2 separate regions of the Sus scrofa genome follow, and region 2 is linked to region 1. Evidence: chromatin contacts called from public HiChIP or PLAC-seq data. All regions are on one chromosome and are shown on one strand. Each heading gives the region's core, a stretch centred on a gene start, on an enhancer-like site or on the middle of the called end of the contact. The rest is flanking DNA. Distances are from core to core; before and after follow the strand shown. Region 1 overlaps RGL1 (ral guanine nucleotide dissociation stimulator-like 1). Region 2 overlaps RGL1 (ral guanine nucleotide dissociation stimulator-like 1).

The links. HiChIP or PLAC-seq counts read pairs in DNA pulled down with a chosen protein or histone mark.
Region 2: an H3K27ac HiChIP or PLAC-seq map of alveolar macrophages shows a contact between it and region 1. The contact joins two enhancer-like sites. A contact is called at or near these places in 2 of 47 Hi-C or Micro-C datasets (liver and retroperitoneal adipose tissue) and 2 of 2 datasets of contacts at active chromatin or transcription factors (alveolar macrophages and skeletal muscle).

What each region holds. Positions count from the first base shown.
Region 1 is chr9:125,017,260-125,021,724 of Sscrofa11.1, reverse strand. The region is part of intron 3 of RGL1 (ral guanine nucleotide dissociation stimulator-like 1); the gene reads right to left. Among named protein-coding and RNA genes, the nearest start is that of APOBEC4, 150 kb to the right of the region's middle. Within about 2 kb of position 1,819, at least 24 of the 83 cell types and tissues checked have an H3K27ac peak or open chromatin away from gene starts, as enhancers often do. A contact at or near this core is called in alveolar macrophages and retroperitoneal adipose tissue, where this site is marked.
Region 2 is chr9:125,117,945-125,122,863 of Sscrofa11.1, reverse strand. RGL1 (ral guanine nucleotide dissociation stimulator-like 1) reads right to left here. Exons shown (of 19, transcript XM_003357576.5): 12 at 4,177-4,263; 13 at 2,554-2,586; 14 at 1-101. Among named protein-coding and RNA genes, the nearest start is that of COLGALT2, 170 kb to the left of the region's middle. Within about 2 kb of position 1,768, at least 5 of the 83 cell types and tissues checked have an H3K27ac peak or open chromatin away from gene starts, as enhancers often do. A contact at or near this core is called in alveolar macrophages and retroperitoneal adipose tissue, where this site is marked.

The DNA of each region.
Region 1 (4,465 bases), core at 570-3,069:
CACTTTCATTGGTGCAGATGGCAAATAGAGTCTCAGAGTTGGAAGGAGAGTAATTTCCACAAGGCAGCAAAGTGATTAGTGATGCAGTTGAGACTGGAACGAAGGCCACCGCAACTTCCCATCTACCGTGTTTCCTACTAAGGGTGGTTATTCACTCCCACTAATTCATTCAACACCTGCTCTGACACAGGGATGGGTTTAGGTAGTAATAGTGAGATGAATGGGGCCTGAAATTGTCACTTATTTTTTTAAGTCCCTTTTTGCCAATAAATTCTGGTGAGAGGAGCACACCTCAGAAAGTGCCCTACGCAACAAGCCTGCCCCCAAAATCTAAGAAAAGCGCCATCACTATATGCATAACCCTAGTGGTTATGTGCGTGGAGGGCGTCAGATCCCTTTACAAAAACGTGTCACACGGAACAAAGCCAAAGTGGTTTCATATCGGGTTAATACAAGCTTGAGGTAAATTGGAGCCCTCAGATATGAGATAAAATAAAATACGTGAAAATCCTAAGCAAAATAACTTTGGAATCCAAGGCAGAAATCAGGTTCCCAGACGTCTATCCTTCACTCATGACTCAAAGCATCACAAAGCTTATGGATTAACTTTAAATACCATGTCATTCTACCTACAGAGGTCACCATAACAGTTGAAACAATTTTCCTAAGATCATGAAATGTGTAGAAAAAGTAATGATGACAAAAATGAAGCAAAAGCAGCATGTTTATTTTTTCTCTTGTTTCCCAAGTTGAAACATAAAAGATAAATTAGATCGATATTTTCATTTTTAAAAATGAGATTTACAATATTACCAAATGGAAAAAAAAAAGTCATGAAGACATGTTTTAGAACAGAGATTAGGTCAAAGAACTTATATGATATTTACTGACTACTGATTATGGTTTGGACATGGTTCATGGTAATGGGAATATGAATACTGATTAAATAAATATGGTCCCTGTCCCCTGCCCTTGAGGCTTTCAAAGGAACAGGGCAAAGAGAAACATTAAAAAAAAAAAAAAAAAAAGGATACAATGTGCTAAGTGCTGTTAATAGAGCTTTTGGTAAAGTGCTAAGAAGATCCAGATAAAAGGATAATTATCCCAGAAGTGGGAATCAGGAAAAGCAGAAGAGTGCAGATGACATCTGAGCTGGGACTTGAAAGGTAGGTAGTTTTTCAGTCAATCAATGAACAGAAAAGCACTGTAGGCTAATACAATAGCATAAGCAGTGACAGGAGGAAGACTGGGCTGCATATAAACGTGAACTTCACTATGGATGATGAAATCCACAACCTGTGTTCTCAACTAAGACCAGGACTAGTTCTTTTCAAGGAGACATAACCACATAGGGAGCTGCACGGACAGACAGATGGGAGGAAAACTTTTAAAACTTCACCTGCCACCATGTAAGAGTATCGTCACCCCTGCTGCCATAACCCTTAGCAAAATAGGGAGCCGAGGTTAGGGCTGGGGGCTGAAATCAGAGATGCTGCCATCAGCACTTTTCAGTCCACTCATTTCAGTTCTTACCAGCCTTTATTCCTCAGGCAGACACTTGTTTGTGGATTGTGTAGGTCAAACATTGGATAGAAAGTCATTTTTGGAAAGAATATCCTAATCCTTCAACTCTAACCAAAGAATGCTCATGAAGAAACACTTTAACCAACTTTAGCTCCTTGAGAAAGACTTTGGTGGAAGTCAAACAGCAGCAGGTCCCTCAGGGTACCCACAGCAGCAGGATGAGGAAAGCCAGTCCCTGGGGCTCAGCTGCACATAGAAAAATGCTACACTTGCACCTCGAGCCAGTGTGTCACCATCCCTTCTCCTTCTGTACCACACACAGAGTCAGCACATGCAGACAGAATTCAGGGTCTGTCAGTAACATGTCATGTGAGCAAATCCCGTACTCAGCATCTATGTACAAGAGATTAAATTTTCAATTACAGCTCTGAGTACAAGGGTCAGTTAGCCTCATAAGTCAGCTGAGAACAGGGGTAAATAACAGAGGATGGACTCAGGCGTCTAAGTACCTTGAGAGCACAGGAAAGGATCTGAAGATGTTTTGGTGGTGGGAGCGGCGAGGGGGGGGGGAGGTTGCTGTATAAATAGAAGGAAGGATAAGTTCGTGGGCAAAAAGCCAGAGACCCTGAAGACTATTTTTAATCCAGAAGAAGGACAGGAAGGAACAGGAACAAAACAAGGAACTTACACAGGAGAAATGGAAAGCAAGAAGGAAGCAACTGTAACAAGCAAATGGAAACACAGTGAGTAAAATAGATCTGAAAACGAAAATTGTACTTCTAACAGAAAAGTCAGGAATGCTGGAAGAAAAGGCTGAAGACGAGAAAAAGCACCCAGACAGAAACAAGAGGACTACTCAAAGGAAGTATTTTAAATGCCTACATCGTATGAGGGTCAGTGTGGGTCGGCTGGCAATGTTTTGCCTCTGGCATTAGGTCATGAGTTCAAGTCCTGTATCAGGATTTGGCCTCAAACCAAGTGTTGATTTTCCAGCAGTTCTGAAAGGCTGGAAGCACTTTCCACTCCCTGGCACGTTAACTTCACTATCCTTCTCTGCAACAAATGAAAAGTCCCCTAAAGAAAGGGAGTCTCATCGCTTCTCGGCCTTTTGGCTAAGATCATGTGTAAGAAAGGAAGAATCAAAGAGAATTAACAGTCCTTATCGCAAAACCAGACAAAATCACACTGGAGAGAGAATGATAAAGTACCAACTTTTCATATGCAAGATACTTTCAGCATTTGCCTTTAGAATCCTGAGCGTGGGGTATCTGTTCCCACATCTAGTCCATAGCAAGAAGCCTTGTCTGCATTTTCAAAGCACCTAGAATACCAGTAAAGACCACGGTCGTGGCAGAGGAAATACTACTTCTTGCTGAAAATGAAGGTATCATTAGCTAATAAGCAAATGGGGGAGGAAAAAAAGAAAGAAAAGATTTCTTCTGGGGAAAAGGAAGAAAGGCAGGACTAATGAATAGACCCTGTGACAATCAAGCACTTTGGGGGTGAAGAGAGAAAGAAAGAAAAAGCCTTAGGATTAAAAAACAGTAACGATATCCTTGTACTTGTATGACAGTTTCTGTATCAAAATGTACTTTTACATAAACTCATAAGATCCTTACAAAACGCACAGGCAGAAAGAAAAACAGGGGTTATCTCCATTTCACAGATGAGGAAAACAAAGATTTAAAAAACCATGTGACATCTCAGAGTCACAACCTCAGGACCAATTCAGCTCATTCCTAGGTGGGACTCAAGTGTAGCATGAGCTCCTCAATATGTGGCCTGAGGAGAAATTTTACCCTTTTTTAACTTATGCAAGCACAATACACTACCATCCTAAATGGTATCCAACAAAGGGCGATTAGCACAAAGCTTACCAAGCAATTTTTAGAAAAATTCTTTCCTACCTTCCCATTTTTCAGGCAGAAATAGAAAATACAGAAGACAGAATACTACTCACTGTTCAGTAGCATTTTTTTTAATCTATTTCTCAGTATCATTGGACCCCTGTAGATTTCACCAGACTTTTTTTTTTTTTTTTTCCTGTCTTTTTAGGGCCACACCCACAGCATATGGAGGTTCCCAGACTAGGGGCTGGATCAGAGGTGTAGCTGCTGGCCTACACCACAGCCATAGAACACGGGATCTGATCCGAGTCTTTGACCTACCCTGCAGCTCACGGCAATGCTGGATCCTTAACCCACCGAGCAAGGCCAGGGATCGAACCTGTGTCCTCGTGGAGACTAGTCAGGTTCATTAACCACTGAGCCATAACAGGAACTCCTAAGTAGTATTTTTAAAGCATACAAAATCAGAACACCAACAACTTACCAACGCAGGGAATTTGAAAAGTTCAATATTAGCATCCCAGCAATAACGGTCTCACTGGAAAGGCAGCCAGACAGAGAAATAGATAGTACTACAGACACGAAAGTAGATACTACTCCTAATAAATCCTTATCACCAAACCCTGCCATGGCCCTGCCTCCTAGATGTGCACAGCGAGAGAGGGATGTCAGGAACAGGACTTAAAGACGTGCTGAGACCGCACCTCATCAGGTGATCTGGCTCACACACAACGGCCTGCTTCAAGGGGGACCCACGCGCCTCTGCGAGTTGCCATGGCAAGGTTCAGAAAGGGAACGGCCCTGTAAACCAGCTATAATGGAAAAAAATAAAAATCATTATACAAATTTAAAAAAAAAAAGAAGAAGAAGAAGAAGAGGAACAGACAGTGGGGTCCTGATGAGAGCCCCAGTGCTCGGTGAGGGAGAGCATTCCATGTCCTAGGCTCCGTGCCAAGCACCTGACACACCTAACGCACGCACTGCTCACAGCAATTCTGTCCGCGGGGCACGCTCATCGCCTCCCTCTTCAGGTGAGGAACTCAGGCTTCAAAAGGGTCAATCCCTTCAGGGCTCTAGCCCATGGAGCCTCGCGT
Region 2 (4,919 bases), core at 519-3,018, 100 kb before region 1:
TGCTGCCCCTGGAACCACTGGATGAACCTTTGGTCTGGGGTCATGCAATAGCTGTTGCAGGCAGACTGTAAGAGCTTGATTTGGGCAATGACTTCAAATTCCTAAGGCAGACAGAACACCGAAAAGGAAGCATGAATAAAAAAGCCAAGCAAATGGACATCTTTTCAACATGAAAACACACCACTTTAGGACCGACGATGGAGAAAACCACTTAGGAGAGCCCTAAAGCACAGGCTCCCTTAGAAATAAAGCAGCTGAACAACTCACGCGGTCCAACTCTGCTTCACTGAGGTCTTTGTATGCTTTTGTGGCCTAGCCTGCTTTCTCCTTGAAAAAGCAATTTACATGAATAAAACAAGCAACCAAAGCAGCTCAAAATAGGTACTACCTTAGGTCAGAGTGGCTTCTTTATTTCTCTTTTCCATTTTCACTCTTGGGACAGAAAAGTTATGTGGGTTTTTTGGGGTTTTTTTGGTTTTTTGTTGTTGTTGTTTAAGGCTGAGTCCTTCTAACATGTACTGAAAAATTCTATTTCCTAAAAGCTAAAGGGAGAAATTAAGTCAGGAAGCGCCCGGCTTCCCCACCCCCCATCTTCTTCAACCCATACCCCTCAATAAATCCGTTTTGCTAGAGGGTTGAATATCTAAACAGCCCAGGGCCTCGTAAACTCGAATGTTTAGATTTCCTGAATCCTTGGGTTTTTACTGCTCCAGTAAATCATTTCACTCCATCTTTTAAGCTCACAAGAGAAGCAAGTGTATAATTATGTCCAAAATTATTTATACTTCTTTAGATGTTTCAAAAAAGATTTCTGTAAGGCAGCAATGACTGTAAGCTTGAGCTTTAGATTTTACACTTAAACTTTCCCAAAGTCTGGAGTTCCCGTCGTGGCGCAGTGGTTAACGAATCCGACTAGGAACCATGAGGTTGCGGGTTCGGTCCCTGCCCTTGCTCAGTGGGTTAACGATCCGGCGTTGCCGTGAGCTGTGGTGTAGGTTGCAGACGCGGCTCGGATCCCGCGTTGCTGTGGCTCTGGCGTAGGCCGGTGGCTACAGCTCCGATTCAACCCCTAGCCTGGGAACCTCCATATGCCGCGGGAGCGGCCCAAGAAATAGCAACAACAACAACAACAACAAAAAAGACAAAAGACAAAAAAAAAAAAAAAAAAAAAAAAAAACCTTTCCCAAAGTCTAACATGCTGGTCTTCAAAGGAAAAAGATTACCCCGAGGGGCCATTCTCTAGTTAAAGGACAGAGACGGGTACCGTGGAGGCAACAGCGGAATTTATGATTCCACGACCGAAGGAGCCCAACGACTGGCAGACTCCATAGGTGTCAACTTCCCATCCAGTGACCTCAACCCTTGGCCTCAGTATCCCCCAGGAACGCGTGCCATCCTACGCTGCCAGGGACAGAGGACTTACAATCGTCCAGGGTAGCATATCTTGTTACTTAGGAGTTCAGCCTGGTTAGTTCCTGAAACTTTGGTTCTAACTGCAATGTCATTTCCTCCTGGAAGCTGCTCTGACCCCACGAGTTGGGGATAAATGCCCCACACATGTGCTCCCATAATATCCACTGTTTCCACTCATGAGCCCTTATCAGGGCTATATTATAACTGCCTGTGTGTCTACCTTCTTCCTTGATTATGAACTTGGTGAGGGCAGGGAGCTCTGGATTTTTTTCTGCTGCAACGCCCAAACGTATCACAATGCCTGACCCATGTCAGGTCTGCAGTCAGCATTCGTGCGCTCAAAGAATGAATGAGTAACTAAAGAACAAGGACAATGCTCTGGAGTGACGTTATTATTTTGCTCACTCCGTTTCCTCTGAATTATTTAAATCCACCATTTCGACACTAAAACCACAGTGAATTTTCAAAGCTCTGTTTTATTTAGGGCGGTGCAGAAATGCTTTACTCTCCACAGAAAAATGCGAATTCATGCTGAATGCTCCACAGGAGAGGCCGAGAATCATTAGCCGCATGTAACAATGCAGACCGTTTCCTGTCCTCTCTCCACCAGGCCACCTTCACCAATGCTTCTAGCTCAGAAACGCTTCCAAAACCCTTTCTCCTCCACAGAATGAACCCGTTACTGCGGAAGCGGATTGCAAAGAAAGAGATGGTGAGGGGGTCAAGACAGACACGTGGGAGTTCTCTTGTGGAGCCACAGGTTAAGGACCTGGCGTTGTCACTGCTGCAGCCTGGCCTCCATCCCTGGCCCAGGAACTACCACATGACACGGGGGCAGGACCGATCTGAACCCCGGCTGTGCTGGCAGGTGACGCTGGGCAAGTTACTTCCTCTCTCTGAATCCTGGCTCCTTCATCTTTGAATTGAGGATGATAAAACCTACCTCACAGGGCTCTCGGGCAGTAACACATGGGACGATGCCACGCAGGACAATATAAGATAAATTTTAGTTCAGTAAATGCTAATTCCCTTTTTTTTTTTTTTTTTGCCTCTATTAAAAACTGAAGTCTCCATTTCTTTTAATTTCTTTCATCCCCAAATAAAGTAAAATGGAAAACCGCAGGCGAGACCCCTACTCACCCTTCTCCTCTTCTCAAAGTTTATCAGTCCACCCTGAAAAAAAAAAAAAATTAAAAAGAGTGACAAACCATGCTACTTTGAAACACAGGCCTATTTGTGCTAGGTCTTATTAAAATAGCTCAAAGGGATAATAAAGTCACAATTATTATTATTATTTTGGTCTTTCTGCCTTTTCTTTTGCCTTTTTTTTCTGCCGGCCTACACCAGAGCCACAGCAACTCGAGATCCGAGCCGCGTCTGCAACCTGCACCACAGCTCACAACAACGCCGGATCCTTAACCCACTGAGCAAGGCCAGGGATCAGAACCCACAACCTCATGGTTCCTAGTCGGATTCGTTAACCACTGAGCCACGACGGGAACTCCTAAAGTCACAATTATTAGCGACACCATAATTATGCTACTGTGGAGGAAGAGATGCATCATTTGCTTAAGAAAAATAGTCTTTTAATGATAATAGCACAGGATAGGCAGACAGGCTTCTCTTAGAACGTCTGAAACCAACTAAAATAGTAAATAATGATGAAGGATTTCTAACACAGAATCCAAACACATTTGCAGAGCTAGTCAAGGCAAAAACTTGAGTAAATGTTCTGTTACACTTTTTTTTTTTTCTTGACCAAAAGCAACAAAACAAATGGCCATTGACTCATTACTAGAAACCAAATTGTCAATGGTTTATCAAAAGGGAAGTCGTTTCTAATAACATCATCACAAGAGTTAAGTTTCAATTCTCCACCTGCCAGCTCCTATTCTTGGTAGGCTGAATTTAACTTCTCCATCAGTGGTCACGCCCCACAAATTCCCCAACACTTAGGAGTGTTTCCTGAGATAAGCTGGGACAGAGGATGTGAAGAGGCAGAGAGCCTCTCTCCAAGAGCGAGCAGGTCCACAGCCCTGAGGACGACCGTGGAGGTGGGTCCATGCAAAATAACTGCTACTCCTTCTAATCCTGATACAGTAAAAAGCGGGTGGACTGCATGTGATCGTGTGATAACCAGGAAGGTGAGATAAATTTAAACATACAAAAAAAATCCTCACACTGCATCGCAAATACCAAATCCTTTCTCCATGTAATAATATTCGATTGTCACTGACAAGCAGTTTATTTTATTAGGTTTTACTCCTTTTCCAATTCTCAGAAGGAGAGAGAGGGAGAGGGATGGGGAAGAGGCAGGCCGGTGGGGGGTGGGGGGATATGAAACAAAAAAGGGATATTTAGACCCTATGGATCTGACTGACCCCCTCCCCCGGCAGGTAGACTGTTACGGCTTATCTTTCCCTCAGCTCCACCTGCCAAAGTCCCACCCAAAATCACGGCCCCGCTCAAACCCGCTCCTTTGTAAGGCCCTGCCATGACCCCCCCCCCAATGTGGAGCCCCTCTACTCTCACCGCATTTGTGCTTGAATTCTTACTATCTCCATCCGTCACTGCCTGCTTCCGTCTACACCTTCCACTGGATTGTGAGCCACTGCGGGCGTTACTCATCCCTGTATTCCTCACAGCACCCAGCACAATGCCACGGTCACAAAGAGGCCGCCACACACTGGCACACGTGCTTTTCTCTCTGGGGTAACTCAGGAGAGGGCTGCGGGTCCCCCCGCCCCGGCGGCCAGCACTCACCTCGATGTAGTCCTGGAGGGCGGTGTCCAGCATGGTGAGGTCCGTCAGGAAGGTGCCCAGGTAGGGCACGGTCCCCTGCATCACGCCCTGAGGAGCAAGCGCAGCAAAACCATCTGTCAGTGGAGGCTCAGGGGCTCACGGCCTCTGCGCTGGACCAAATGGACCTGCAGTCCACGAACTCGGGCAGTGGGTGTTACATGGCTGGGGGACCTCGACACCATTTGGAGAATACTTAAGGACCATTCAAGGCCTGGTTTAAGGCCACTAGTGCTAACCTCCATGAAAGAGATTTTTTTTTTTTTTGTCTTTTCTAGGGCCGCACCTGCAGCATATGGAGGTTCCCAGGCTAGGGGTCTAATCAGAGCTATAGCTGCCAGCCTACACTGCAGCCACAGCAATGCCAGATCCAAGCTGGGTCTGCGACCTACACCCCAGCTCATGGCAACGCCGGATCCTTCACCCACTGAGTGAGGCCAGGGATCGAACTCGCAACCCCGTGGTTCCTAGTCAGATTCGTTAACCACTGAGCCACAACGGGAACTCCTTGAAAGAGATTTTTTTTAATTCCTACACAAAGTCTCCACCAGGGCAGGACCAGGCTGCCTGACCTGCGTGAGGCTGGCTGTTTCCTCAGCTAGAGCTGCCTGGAGAGGCTGACACCAAGCGGGCTGTGTCCTTCAGCCCCTCACTGTCAGCTGCTGTGTGTCCTTCCCTGTGATATACACAAGGTCTCATCCCGAACT